Linked DNA regions of Drosophila melanogaster: region 2 is linked to region 1. A link is a contact called in public Hi-C data. All regions are on one chromosome and are shown on one strand. The core of a region is the stretch at or near the end of the contact, and the rest is flanking DNA. Distances in the headings are between cores, read along the strand shown. Region 1 holds the start of H (Hairless). Region 2 holds the start of CG33111.

Region 1 (7,084 bases), core at 1,196-3,695:
CTGCAGCCGGCCCGCAGGCCCATCACGGACACCATCCCTTGCCACCGCCATCGCAGTCGCCACACTCATCCTCTTCGTCTTCCTCTCATTCCTCGTTGGACCAGATTACCCACAAGAACGTCGCCGACTCCTTGCGGTGGGTGAGATTTATTAGATATTATTATTTTAAATTCTTTTTCTTGGCAAAACATGTGTACAAAGACTTATTTTTTTATTAAAACAAACAAAAAATATTGTATGTATTTGATAAGTAACGAATTAGGTTGTTTACAATATTATTTATTATTTGCTATATGTAAAGTAAATTGATCACTTTTAAATGTTTGCTTTAGGCCCTTAATTGAATTCATTTAACTTTTCCGATTTCAGTTCCAATCTGGACTCAATAGAATCGAATAAGGATCTGCTGGCGCTGCACAACGGAGCCTGGGCCACCGGCGATGCCAATCGAATGGATCACTTGGCCGTGGGTCAGGACAAGATAGTGCGCATCTTTGCGGAGCTGATGCGAAACATGTCGCGGATGAAAACCTACATACGTCCCTCGATGTGCAAGCCCTACGGCAAGCAGAGTGAGAGTCTGCAGAAAAGTGAGTACCTTGGCTGGGAACCGGTTTCGCTATCTGCGATGCTGACCGCCTCCTGCTTGCTCGTTCTCTTCCCCGACAGCCCTCATGGACACCATTCAGATCGTGCAGACGCTGCGCAACTGCCTCCCAGCTCCTCACATACCCGTGTCGTCCTGGAAAAGTGAGAGCGAGGGCAACGTGGGATCAGGAGTGAGCGCGGGAGTAGGAGTGGGTGTCCCTGCAGGACTTAACCTGGGCGCCGCCTTGGGTCTGCCATCGGGCAACATGCACTAGATGCGGGCTGGAGCTCATCGGGTAGCATGCAATAGCTCCGGATTTATCCACTCACATTCTTCCAGCAGTTAGAGAACACTTAGTACTTACACGCAGAGAAAAGCATAGATGATAGGCATAGCAATTTACCCTCGTAGGCGTGGCTCCAGTTTTCCTTTTAGCAATTACGTGCCATGTTCAACACAAGACTTGATTTCACATTTTCCACATTTGACTGACCTTTAGGCATACATATGTATCGAATCCCGCGGCTTGAATTTGATTCCCATCACTCTTTGTTTTCCAGTTTGGCATGCAAAATTATGAAGCAAATCGGCAAATTAGTTAAACAATTGGCAAAACGTCTGTGATATTTGAATTATGTTGGCAAACGGAAGACAAAACTAAATTTAATTTATTACGTTGTGTGCCCTCTGTTGTAATGTCTTACTTTTTACTTTGTGCAATATCTACTAAGCATATATTCTTAGCCGTTCTCGTGCAATCGACGACTTTTCGCCCATATCAAAAGCAACTCGAATGTAGCCTATACTTAAACTAACCTACTGATAATCGGACATGATAGACGCGTAAGACTTACATTATATTTTGCATTAGGACTTCAGAGTATCTGAATAACAATTGGCGGATGGCCGCGGTGGCGAAAGCGACATTACGAGTTGTGTTTAAATTTAAGAAGCTGAAGAAGGGTTGTACTCCGCATGCAAGGGCTATTTAAATATATATTTTAACCCGCCCGAGCTCACCATTACCAGAAATTCGATAAACGAGCAAACAGTATTATACGCAATAAAAAGACACCTGCAACCATAAGTATTTACCTAGCTGATGTGTGGGAATTTATCGTAACATACCATATTATCGCTTAATGTTTAACTTCTGGACTTAATAATAAATAAATATTTTATTCTACGACAAAGAAGAACTTTTCAATGTAACATTATTAACTGCTTTAAGTCATATCCTTAAACTTTCGCCTTGAAAATCTTTAAAACCCTACAGGTATTCCAAATTAATAATCTCAGGTGCTAGAAATTTAATTAATATATTTTGGAAACAGCATAAATTAGTGAAAATACAACATTGTTTTAATCAAACATTTTTAAAAGCATGTTTTCGGTTGCAAAGTTTTCCAATTTCAATCCTGAAATTAAAGTTGAGTTGAACAATTGCTATAAAAAGCGACCATTTATTACGTTTTATAAACTGTCCCGATTGTGATTTTAGTTGTTTATTTTATTTCATATTTAAAACCGTTACTATTTTAAAAATCGTTCGCTAAAGATTGTGCTTTTAAGCATTGATAACTATCGCTAATTGCCAGAATTCGTAATCTTATTTGACTTGAATTGTAAAAATATAGGATTTAGGATTTTTACCAAATAGATGTAGTTCAAAGAACACAATTCTTTTTATTATTAAGCATTTTATTTTGGGAGTTCCTTGCACTAGCTTTTTGCAGCGACCTGTGTGTAAGCTTACATTGAGATAACATTAATGTGAACGTGCAGCGAATGCAGCACTATAACATTGGCCAGTGGAAACATGATATTTGCTAGCATGCTGACTGGCGCCGTGGATTTTGACGTTCTTAGTTGACGGTCACACAGCGCACCGAGCTGCGTTTTTCGTTGATAATTTTTAAATTTATTTATTAGTTTATTGGTTGGAAATAGAGCTGCCCCCAACTGCCCGCTGACCACGGAATTATCGGTCCGGTCCACCGACCTCCGCTTTCACACACTATTCGGCAATCGATATATACGCTGACGGTAATTGGAGAACGTTTTTTCCATTTTATCTCCACCTTGTCCGCACTTCGTTTTGTGCTCTCTTTGTGCGCTGCCTCCGCTTAACATTTGGGCCTGTAAGAAACACATATAAGCAGAACGGCCCGCCGTGTGTGCCTGTGAAATTGGTTAAATAACGTACAGTGGAATGGGCCAATGGCCAAAATGCAATAAGAATATGTGTGTGCAATAAAAATAGGGAACGGTACCGTGCCCCAAAACATGAAAATGGTGCTAGACGCTCCTAACGCCGTGCCGAGCTGGCATATTTTGCTTAGCGACGCCGTCGGCTCCGTTTTTCCCGGCCGCGAACTTTGCGCGAGGAATTTACAACAAAAACAATGAATTAAATGGTATTTAAATTGTCCATATAATGCGGTTTGGAAATGCGAAATTGTGCCTAACTTGCCCAATGCAAACGAATGTTTCTCTTTGAAGGCCCTGCTTAATGACGTCACAAGCGTAGCAGAGTGCAACAGACAGACAACAATGACCGATGAGCATAAAAGTAACATTAACAGTAACAGCAGTCACTCCAGCAACAACAACAACAACGGCAGCAGCAGCAATAACGACAACAACAGCAACGACGACGCAGCAAGTAGCAGCAACAGCAAAAACAACAACACCAGCAACGAGAGCAGCCACAGCAACAACAATACTAGTAGCATAATTGCAGAGGCGGCCGCCAAGTTTCTACTGAAAAATGGCCTAAACGGCAGTAGCAGCACCAGCTACCCCCCTCTGCCACCGCCTCTGCCCGCCAACTTAAGCAGGACGACCACGCCCACGACAACGACAACGCCCTCATCCTCCAGCTCCACCGCCTCAAATGGCTTTTTGCCGCATGCCAAGACGCCCAAAAGTAGTAGCATTATGGCTGCGTCCGCCGCAGTGGCAGCCAGCGTCGTTGGAGCTACTGCGTCCAAGCCCACCATCGATGTCCTGGGGGGCGTCCTGGACTACAGTTCCTTGGGCGGAGCTGCAACAGGCTCACTGCCCACCACTGCAGTAGTAGCGGCGGCAGCGGGAACAGCGAAGATCGGCAAGGGAAGCAACTCCGGCGGAAGCTTTGATATGGGCAGGACACCAATATCGACGCACGGCAACAACAGCTGGGGCGGCTACGGTGGTCGTTTGCAGTTCTTTAAAGGTAAGTATCTTGGTTTATTTATACCGAATCAGAGCAGTGTAAAGAAAACCATTTTTTAACTATTCTGCGTAGATGGCAAATTCATATTGGAACTGGCGCGGTCCAAGGATGGCGATAAAAGCGGCTGGGTTTCGGTCACGCGCAAGACCTTCCGCCCTCCATCGGCGGCCACCTCCGCAACTGTGACCCCAACGTCGGCGGTGACCACAGCGTATCCAAAGAACGAGAATTCCACATCGCTGAGCTGTACGTAACACATGGCATAGTAGTTCCCAACGGATTACCCCTTCCATTTAATTACTTGACCCGATTGGAATCAGATTTGAGTAAAAGGAATTGGATTTTGAAACATGTGTAGATAGCTAGCTTAATCCGAGCGGTCAAAGCTTACAAACACTTGCAGTTATAAAAAACATGTGCCTATTTGACTTAAATTGTTCTAATGGCACGTAGAGGATAAAGTCCAATTTCGAAAACAAAAAATCTGTAAAAAACGACCGCACCTATGTTCAAATCTCTGATCTATTTTAAAACTGTATATATCGGCCATCTCTAATATTATATTTAAAATCTACGAAAATGTCAAACGTTTTAATGAAATAGTAAGAAAAAACCAAACTGTTCAGAATCGGTCATGTTCTTTGTATGACAGTTTTCCAATTCGATCCTATAAAATATAATGTCCTCCCATCCTTGTATACATTTAAATCCTATTTCATAAATTGTTAACAATCTGAATCAAACAAAAGCAAATATTTATTTATGCCAAACTATAATTAACTACTACAATTTGTCTATGTATACCTTGCGTTAATATTCCTCTTCATTGCAGTTTCGGACGACAACAGCTCGATACAATCCTCTCCTTGGCAGCGAGACCAGCCCTGGAAACAGTCCCGACCCAGGCGCGGCATATCTAAGGAGCTGTCGCTCTTCTTCCACCGCCCCAGGAACAGTACGCTTGGCCGAGCTGCTCTCCGGACAGCCGCTCGCAAACGACGGCGCCCCCACGAGCCGCTTACCACCAGCGAGGATCAGCAGCCCATTTTTGCGACGGCAATCAAGGCGGAAAATGGAGACGATACTCTTAAAGCAGAAGCTGCAGAGGCCGTTGAAATTGAAAATGTTGCTGTGGCGGACACAACCACAAATGAGATTAAAATTGAAAAACCGGACACGATCAAAGGCGAGGATGATGCTGAACGGCTCGAAAAGGAGCCGAAGAAGGCGGTTAGCGATGATAGCGAGTCAAAAGAAGCATCGCCCGGTCAGCAAGTGGAACCACAACCAAAAGATGAGACTGTTGATGTTGAGATGAAGATGAATACGAGCGAGGATGAGGAACCCATGACAGAGCTGCCCAGAATCACGAATGCCGTAAATGGTGATCTAAACGGCGATCTAAAGGCGAGCATTGGGAAACCAAAATCCAAGCCGAAGCCAAAAGCCAAGCTCAGCAGCATCATTCAGAAACTCATCGATAGCGTACCAGCACGGCTTGAGCAAATGTCGAAGACATCAGCTGTGATCGCATCGACAACGACGTCTTCAGATCGCATTGGTGGCGGTCTAAGTCACGCCTTGACGCACAAAGTAAGTTTTACTTGGCACAACCTGCATAAGCTGCGGTTTCAAATGTTAATCATGTACTGCAACATTTTTATTATGTTAAAGTTGTAAATCTAGTTAGGGACTTTCATAAAGAAAAAACTTTGAATTGACCACTTAAATATCTTCTTTTAGGTTTCTCCACCCTCTTCTGCGACAGCAGCCGGACGACTAGTCGAGTACCACACCCAGCACGTGTCGCCCAGGAAAAGAATCCTGCGCGAGTTCGAAAAGGTGTCGCTAGAGGACAACGGATGCGTAAACAACGGCAGCGGTGGAGCTAGTAGCGGTGGTGCTGGAGGAAAACGGAGTCGAGCAAAGGGAACTTCGACATCGTCTCCGGCTGGCAAGGCGTCACCAATGAACTTGGCGCCACCCCAAGGAAAGCCAAGCCCCAGTCCCGGCTCCAGCTCATCCAGCACTTCGCCAGCGACCTTGTCAACGCAGCCAACGCGGCTCAACAGCTCTTACAGTATCCACTCCCTGCTAGGTGGGAGCAGTGGCAGCGGTAGCTCATCCTTCTCCTCCTCTGGCAAGAAGTGCGGCGATCACCCGGCAGCTATTATCAGCAATGTGCACCATCCACAGCACTCAATGTACCAACCCAGTTCCTCGAGCTATCCACGCGCCCTGCTCACCTCGCCAAAGTCGCCCGATGTGAGTGGCAGCAATGGCGGGGGCGGAAAATCGCCCTCGCATACAGGAACCAAGAAGCGTTCGCCACCGTACTCGGCGGGATCACCCGTAGACTATGGCCACTCCTTCTACAGGGATCCCTATGCGGGAGCAGGTCGTCCTTCCACATCGGGCTCAGCATCGCAGGACCTGTCGCCACCGCGCTCTTCCCCAGCATCGCCAGCCACGACGCCGCGTACTGTGCCCAAAAAGACTGCATCGATCCGACGCGAGTTCGCTTCACCGTCGGCCAGCAGCAGTAGCTGTCCCTCGCCCGGCGACCGGAGTGCATCGCCCCCGGAACGGCGGCACATGCAGCAGCAGCCGCACCTACAGCGTAGCTCGCCGCTGCACTACTATATGTACCCGCCACCGCCCCAGGTGAACGGGAACGGCTCGGCCGGAAGTCCGACCTCGGCGCCGCCCACGTCGAACAGCAGTGCAGCTGCAGTAGCGGCGGCAGCAGCGGCCGCAGCCGCATACATTCCCTCGCCTTCGATATACAACCCGTACATATCCACACTGGCGGCGTTGAGGCACAATCCGCTGTGGATGCACCACTATCAGACAGGAGCGTCGCCCCTGCTGTCGCCACATCCACAACCCGGTGGCTCAGCGGCCGCCGCTGCTGCAGCTGCTGCTGCGAGATTATCGCCCCAATCGGCCTATCACGCGTTCGCGTATAACGGAGTGGGAGCGGCTGTTGCCGCTGCAGCAGCTGCGGCAGCCTTTGGACAACCGGCGCCCAGTCCCCACACGCATCCGCACTTGGCCCATCCGCACCAGCATCCGCACCCGGCTGCACTGACCACCCACCACTCTCCCGCTCACCTGGCCACGCCAAAACTGACTGATAGTAGTACCGACCAAATGTCTGCAACGTCCAGTCATCGCACAGCCTCCACTTCGCCGAGCAGCTCGAGCGCATCGGCCTCCTCCTCGGCGGCCACTTCGGGCGCCAGCTCCTCCGCAATGTTTCATACTAGTAGTCTAAG
Region 2 (7,084 bases), core at 2,031-4,530, 3.2 Mb after region 1:
AAGTTGTGCGGCAGATGATGAAAAGCAGCAGCTCCGTTCAGTGCACCGCTGCGCGAGTTCATCATTGGAGCCACATTTGTCGGAGCGGGACGTTGGGCATTTCCTGGGGCCATGGTATATGCGGTAAAGTAGTTGGTATGTTGGGCGGTGGGAGTAGATCTTTGCCCTCCGCGCATATTGCCGCGATGTGTATTGGCACCACTAACCACGTTGTTTCCAGCAGAGTTTTGAGCGTTCGGCCCAAGTTGGTAGTAAGCTAGTGTCGGCGTTTGAGCAGCTCCCGGTGCCCCGCCTGGACCTTGTTGTTGAGCAGTGGGAGGAAGCTGTTTCTGTTGTGGAGGAGGTGGCGCAGCCGCATAGAATGAAGCTCCAGCCGCTCCGTTAGTGGGAAAGGTCACAGCTGGCTGCATGCCCATCAGAGGTCCGGTCTGATTAATTGGTATATAGGTGGCGGAAATGTAGGGTCCACCCGCATTTCCGCCGGCAGGTGCGATCAGGCCAGCTGATTGTTGAAAGTGGGGTGGTAGAGTTGGGTTGCTCAGGGCACGAGGCATGTTTGACCCCGGCGCCACGCCATTTGCTCCACCATGGTGACCACCAGTAAGAGGATGTCCCAACGTGTTGGAACTGGCGGCGGCGCTCAGTTGGAGGGTAGCGCCGCCGCCGTTGGCACTGTTGTTAACCGCCGCGGAATGCGCGGCGTAGGACGGCTGGGTATTGTAGAAGATGACCGGCTGGTGGTGCGCCTGGGCCTGGGCTTGCACCTGCTGCTGTTGTTGCTGTTGGATGTGTTGCTGAAGATGAGCGGCGGCGACGGCTGCTTGTTGTTGGTGTTGCTGCTGCTGCTGTTGCAGTAAGTGCTGCTGCTGGTGGTGGTGCAGGCCGCTGTGGTTCGGGACGAACACTGCGTGGGACTGCTGCTGCTCCTGCTGTTGCTGGAGGTGATGGTGGTGCGAGTGCGTCGCCTGGTGATGCTGGGCTTGATGGTTGTGGTTCTGCTGATGTGTCGACTGTGGCCTGGTTCCCTTCCCACCCCCTCCCTGTTGAGGGAACATAGGAGGACCTTCGAAGGATCTGCACACGCATACAATCGCACCGTCACACGCACAGGCACACACGGAGAGTTAGGAAAACCGCGGCCAGAGCAAAACAGATGTACAAATCGTAATGTTAGTAAGATGGAAATGAAAGTGAAAATGGAGTTGGCGATGTGGAAAATGCTTGGCGTATTAGGTTTTCAGTCAAAGCCGTGAGTACATGCGAATGAGAGTTAAATCAAACGTGTGCAAAAGCAACCAAAAATGATCATGCAAATTATGTGTTTACATCTTATGACTAAGGGCTATTTTACAAATGCACTCCCTCTTTTACCCTTTTCTTTATTCTTTAATATTTCAATCAATTGAGCTCTTTAATTGGAATGTGGTGTATGATGTCACTCGCGGGGCGTGTATACATCCAAAATGCTTTCGAAGATGGCTCGACACCTTATCGCGCCGGTTTTATCAATGGACTAGTCACTTGCGCAGCCTAAATACTTGTACATAGGTGACACACGGTAACAAGTGGCGCTATTAGTCAGTACTGGCCTTAAAGCGGAACAAAACAAAGGCAGCCACAAAGAAGCAGCTGCCAGCGAGCGTAGGAGGTGAGCTATGGGCTGCTGTCGTCTTTATGGCTACAACCAGTTTGGCATTCCGTCAGCACTTCCATCGGCACAGTGGAGACCGCAAGAACTAGATCACTTAAAACTGTTTACGATATGATTTCTTTTAGTTATAATACTACCAAACGGAATTTCATTGTTGTTTTGCTAAGCAAGCGTTCAATGCTGATTGATAAGAATATGAAGACAAACATTGGCCAATATTCACTGTGGTGTTCTCTTTGGAGCTCTCTGCTGGCCTAGAAAAACCAACTCCGCTGCAGTTTGCGGCCAAGCACCTTCAAGCCAGAAGAAAACCAGTTTTCCAGCAGACGAAGTACGTGCATGGCTCTTTTCACTCCATGGCGAGGAAAACGAAAACCTGGCTGGCAGATAGGCTCACTTGTTTCATGTTTGTTTGTAAACAAAACCAGTTGGAGTGTGTGGGTGCTGCTCTAAATGGGATCGCGATCGCTTATTGGGAGTGCATTCGTACTGGAGGCAGTGTGTTATAGTAGTAGTAGTGTGTTATTAAACTAATAAACAAACAATTAATGTAAATTGCGTGAAAAAGCAAGCAAATACTAGAATGGGAGTAAGTTGTAAGTCAGATTTCGAAACTTACCGCTTCCTGTGCTTCGATTGGTAGATGTGATGATTATAAGGGTATTCGATTTATCCTATTTCTTAGTTCCTAAGGTAGACCTGCCTTTAAGCCTATCCGGCTTCCCTTGACACCTGGTCAAGCTCTACGCCTCCTCCTGCTGCTGCTTATTTGCTCCTCCGTTCCTTTTTCCTATTTCTCGTGGAAACTCCTCGTCTTTGTGGTTGTTGGCTCTATCCGGAATACTACAATAGCTCAGATATTCCATGTATAAAAATACTCCAATTCACTGTGATGCACATGCACATCTGCATTTGTGCAGACGGACGAGGGGCACGTACACGTACATGCGTACAAATATACAAAATAACGTACGGCTAGTGCTAAAATTTCACGGTAATTTGTTCTGTAATTAAAGGCGTTAGAGGAAGTTAAAACGTATGCTTAAATTTTGCAATTGCGAGGAATCAAAATTACAATATGATGAATATGAACACCAAAGCAGCGCCTGCTACGAATTTATTCCCTCTCCTTGTCCAGCTGAGCAGCCTCAGCCCCGGATTGAGAATGAGAAATGGGCAGCCAAGTGCCAATTCGTAATTTGACACTAATGGCAAGGGGACTTTTTGTAGGTTTTTAACCTTTTTCAGATTTTCAGGTAATACTTTTCCCCGAAAAGGCGAGGCGTTGGTTTATGTTTTTTTACCGTTTTGACTTTTTGCCGTTCGCTCTTTTTTTGCGCTCTCTCTGTCTCTGTCTGGCCGCCAGTACTTACCGTTCTGCTCCTGCTCGCTAGCACGCTCTCTCGCTCGCACTCCACACACAAAACTGAGGAAGGAAACAAAAAAAAATGCAGTTCCACGCGGGGAACACGCCAAAAAGTTGCTCTGGCACTGCGCCTTTACATTAGTGCATCGTCTGCTTCACCTCGTTATGTATACACGGCTCACTATCTGTTACAAACAATTTTGTAATGTAAATAGTCTGCAGAAACACGTCCGTTTCGTTTGATGAAATAAGAGTGACCGTTGCACGTAGGGATGGAACATAACTCGATGGCGGCAGCATCGATGTCTACGCAGCGAATATCGATTGTGAAAGTTCCAGAAATATCCCGCAGGAATATTATACATTTTAGTGCGTCCTCAAACCGGGGTGGAGAACTTGGATTCAAGCTTGGCGCGTAATATTTTGAACGTTCTTCATCATAAGAATAATCATTCTTTCGAAATAGAAAAATAGGCCTTATGCAGGTGTTATAATAACAATTATTATATAATGCGCATTGTGGTGCATGACGCAGAATATCATATAAATTCCACACATATTTCGCTGTTATTATTGTTTATTCTAACTTTACATTTTAATTTGAATGATATATTCATAATTTACGCATTCGTAGGACAGCATATGCGCAGAATCCTGTTTCCATTCCATTCGCAACTTCCGGATTGCCTCCCCTTAATGCTCTTAGACTACCCCTCGTGCAGAAATTGCAGTGTTTACGCGCTTGTAGTAAAAGTTTTGCTCTTTCTGTTTTGCCGGATGCGCAACGCCCTCCACTTCCCACATAATCCTTTACTCTGCGCCCTCACCTCCCTCTAGTATCCGTTTTTCCAATGCTATACCCTTCTCTACTTATTACTCCTTATCTCAGTATACACTATGGCCAAAACTTTAAAGTAAAACGAGTGCAAGAATGAACTCGGAGCCTTATTGCAGCCTAAAAAAATTATATACACATAGAGCCCACAAACAGAGTCTGAAGGGATTATTTGGTGGTTGAAAATGCAAAAAGACTAGACCGCAAATGCAAATATTTTAACTTGGCACAACGAAACCGCATACGGACTGTCCGTATTTTGCATTTTTTTTTTTCCATTTCAGTTGTGAAGTCATTTGCAATGCTTGTTTTCCTGTGCGTACTGTCATGTTTTTGTGGCCTTTGCGGTTGCACTAAAGATAGTGTGAGGACAACAGATGAGTAAATGGACGAGGCTCTTACTTTTTTTCAATAATTTTGCTCTCAGCACAAACATTTTGAATATAACGGTCGCTGAGTGCGCTACCTGAGCGGCAGGTTTTGACAATACAATTCGAAAATGAAATTGCAACACTTTCCGAAATTTGGATCAAAAAGATACGATTTTTAAAGTTTTATTTAAATTTTATACATTTTTCAAAGATAATATCGTCTTACATCTTATTAATTTATTTAAAAGTATACTTATTAATTGAATCCCCCTTAAAAAAAAAGCCTCTGCTTTTTGGTATATTTTGAACCCATAATGATTTAATTTGGTATTTCTTTCAGCACCGCATGGTATCTTTCGGGGACGCGAGTGCAGCCACACCAAAAGCGAATTCCTTTACTCCCGCTGCGGTCACACTAAGTCCGAAGCTTGATTCGCCCTGACGCGCGTAACGCTTTTTTCCCGCATCACTTTCCTCCACTTTGGCGCTGAAAAATTCTGCACAACAAGAAGAGAATGCACCAAACTGAAATTGCAACCGACTGCGACTACTGCACCTGAGCCGGTTACGAAATCAACTCTTATATTACTCATATAATTTTGGCATCCATGTAGAAACGAATAAAAATAGTGCGCGAACTGAAAACCCGTTAAAACGAGAATGGGCATAGCCCAAAATAAAACTTTTTCGTTTCTTTTTTACCGTTTATTTAACACAATCAATTAAAATAAAACCAAACACAAGATTTACTCAAAGTAAATCGCGTATAAGCTCGACTACCATAAATGTTAATGTGAAAATTGTGCAATAATTAGAGAAATTTCTAAAAGAAATTCATAAGTGCGGTATTCGTAAATTGCATTGTTTGCAAATGCAAAAAGCAAATGTTATGCAACTATAAGTTACAAGTTAAAACATACAAAAAGTAAACAGAAAATTAATAACCAACCGACAGTACATACAGATAAATGTATATATATAGCGAAGCAATGTGTGTATATAGAGCACTTTGAGACCTCGAAACAAGGACTTCGCCAAGGACTACGGATTACTACACTTTGCCGCCAAGCTCTTTGGCTGGCTTAAAGGAAACCCACCAAAATTAAGAAAACCTAATCTGAAACAAGGTCGAAGCGCGGAATTCCGAACTCCCACCTAAGCCCCACCCCCGGCCTGGAAGCACCTGTGCCCGAAAAACCAAAACCCCGGGCATTCTCACCCACGCACGCAAGCGCAGGATTCTGGTAACCGTCGAGGCATCCAAAAGTTCGATACGAGTGGAAAAATTTGGGAGCCAACGAAATTACTTTTGCTTTGATTCCGCCTTTTGTTTCAATCGCCCAGCCGAAAATGTGGAGGAAAGCGAGCAGGTTGGTCAGGGAAACCACCTCGTGGAAAACGCGTCGTCAGGGACAAGCGGAAGCCCCATCAGCAGCAGTAGCAACAATAAAACCATCGACAAGGACGAGCACGCCGATTGCCCACGGATTACCCATCATCATCACATGGTCGCAGCTCGCTATTGTTGCTGCTGTTGCAGTGCTCCTGCAATGCCACGTCTGTCAAGGTAAGTGAGTGGCACCCATCCTCCATTCGTGTGTCCCGTGGGTGTCCTTCGAAGTGTCTCTGTGTGGGTGCCAACGGACAGCGAGGGGTCACATATTAGGAGCGGAAAGGTCACCAATTAATACTGCAGAATCGGAAAGAAGACGCATAATAATAGCAGGGAATGCTGGTCTATTTTTATTCCAAATCATTCCAATTCATTTAATAAAAAAAAGTGGAGTTTGTTCAGTAATCCTGGGTGTTTTACAAATCAACTCAAGTTATACTTTATTGACTGCACAGCGCTTCACAATAATTTCCTTTCTGTTTACTATGTGACACTTTAATTAAACATTGCTCATACGACCTGTAGGCCAACTTTAATCCTCTCTTTGAACTTTAAAGATTCACAGGATTTGAACATTTTTAACATTTCGGTAGAATAGCTTCCATGCGAATTGAATTTATTGATGAGGCAGCGTGCAAAACACTTTCGCTTTTTTTTTTTGTTGGCATTCATTAAGAATGCTGAGATAAATGCTATCTTGTGGCTTGTCGGCACATTCACCAGATGGCTCAATAAGTGCCAAAGCCGGATCACAAGTATGACGAATTTGGCCTTAGGCAAGAGTGGTTAAGAGTGAATACTTTAACGAAACCTCAATTAATTCGAGTGCCCCTTTTTTTCGCCAAACCTCAAAACCCTCGAGAGTTGCTCAATCTCAATTGAGGCTTGGCGAGTGCGAACTCAATAAAAGGCCGCATGTATCGCAGATGACTTAAACTCCGGGCCATGATGTACTTTTAATGAGTTTTCAACTGGGAAAGTAGCAAGTTGATGCATCATCTTCATACGTAAAGTTTTTCTTGTAATGCCATAAAAAACTTGGCTTATAGCTGAAAAACAAATGCCTGTACAAGCTATTAGCACCCATCACGAGGCTGTAATTAAAATCGAAAAAAATGTCTTGCAAGATTTATTATACAAAGTACTTGGCAAGACGGCTTTAATGGTTTAAGTTTTTTAAGCAAATACCTCAGTTGTATTTAGGTTTACCTTCAGTTCGTTTTCAGTTTTCATGTCATAGAAAATTAAGGCTATCTTGCAAAGAAAAAATATCCAAAAGATAAATGCCACACGATTTTCAGTGCATAAAGACTCCAATTATATCAATTATCACGTTAGTTTGCTTGCAACATGACACATTGCACGCTTTTAGAATTTAGGCCAAAAATCGTCACAGTCAAGATCATTATTACCAACTCGGCATTCCTTTAAGTAAGTTATAAACAACAAAATTCATTGGCATTCTTTT

What was found. Hi-C and Micro-C count contacts between places; a contact is called where the count stands out from the background.
Region 2: a Hi-C map of the Kc167 cell line shows a contact between it and region 1, with 2.1 times the contacts expected there. The contact joins the promoter of CG33111 here to the promoter of H in region 1. A contact is called at or near these places in 3 of 107 Hi-C or Micro-C datasets (the Kc167 cell line, the S2 cell line and embryo).

Annotation. Positions count from the first base shown.
Region 1 is chr3R:20,619,493-20,626,576 of dm6, forward strand. It overlaps H (Hairless), which reads left to right and starts at 2,446. Exons shown (of 6, transcript NM_169907.2): 1 at 2,446-3,006; 2 at 3,092-3,806; 3 at 3,879-4,052; 4 at 4,639-5,399; 5 at 5,550-7,084. The coding sequence starts at 3,004. CG5466 reads left to right here. Exons shown (of 5, transcript NM_142644.2): 3 at 1-136; 4 at 370-590; 5 at 670-1,777. The coding sequence ends at 863.
Region 2 is chr3R:23,815,957-23,823,040 of dm6, forward strand. CG33111 reads right to left here and starts at 3,281. Exons shown (of 9, transcript NM_176548.4): 1 at 3,025-3,281; 2 at 2,271-2,655. CG34355 reads left to right here. Exons shown (of 15, transcript NM_001300559.2): 2 at 4,564-5,790. The coding sequence starts at 5,574. eIF4G2 (eukaryotic translation initiation factor 4G2) reads right to left here and starts at 3,281. Exons shown (of 7, transcript NM_001300560.1): 1 at 3,025-3,281; 2 at 2,271-2,655; 3 at 1-1,074. The coding sequence starts at 1,055.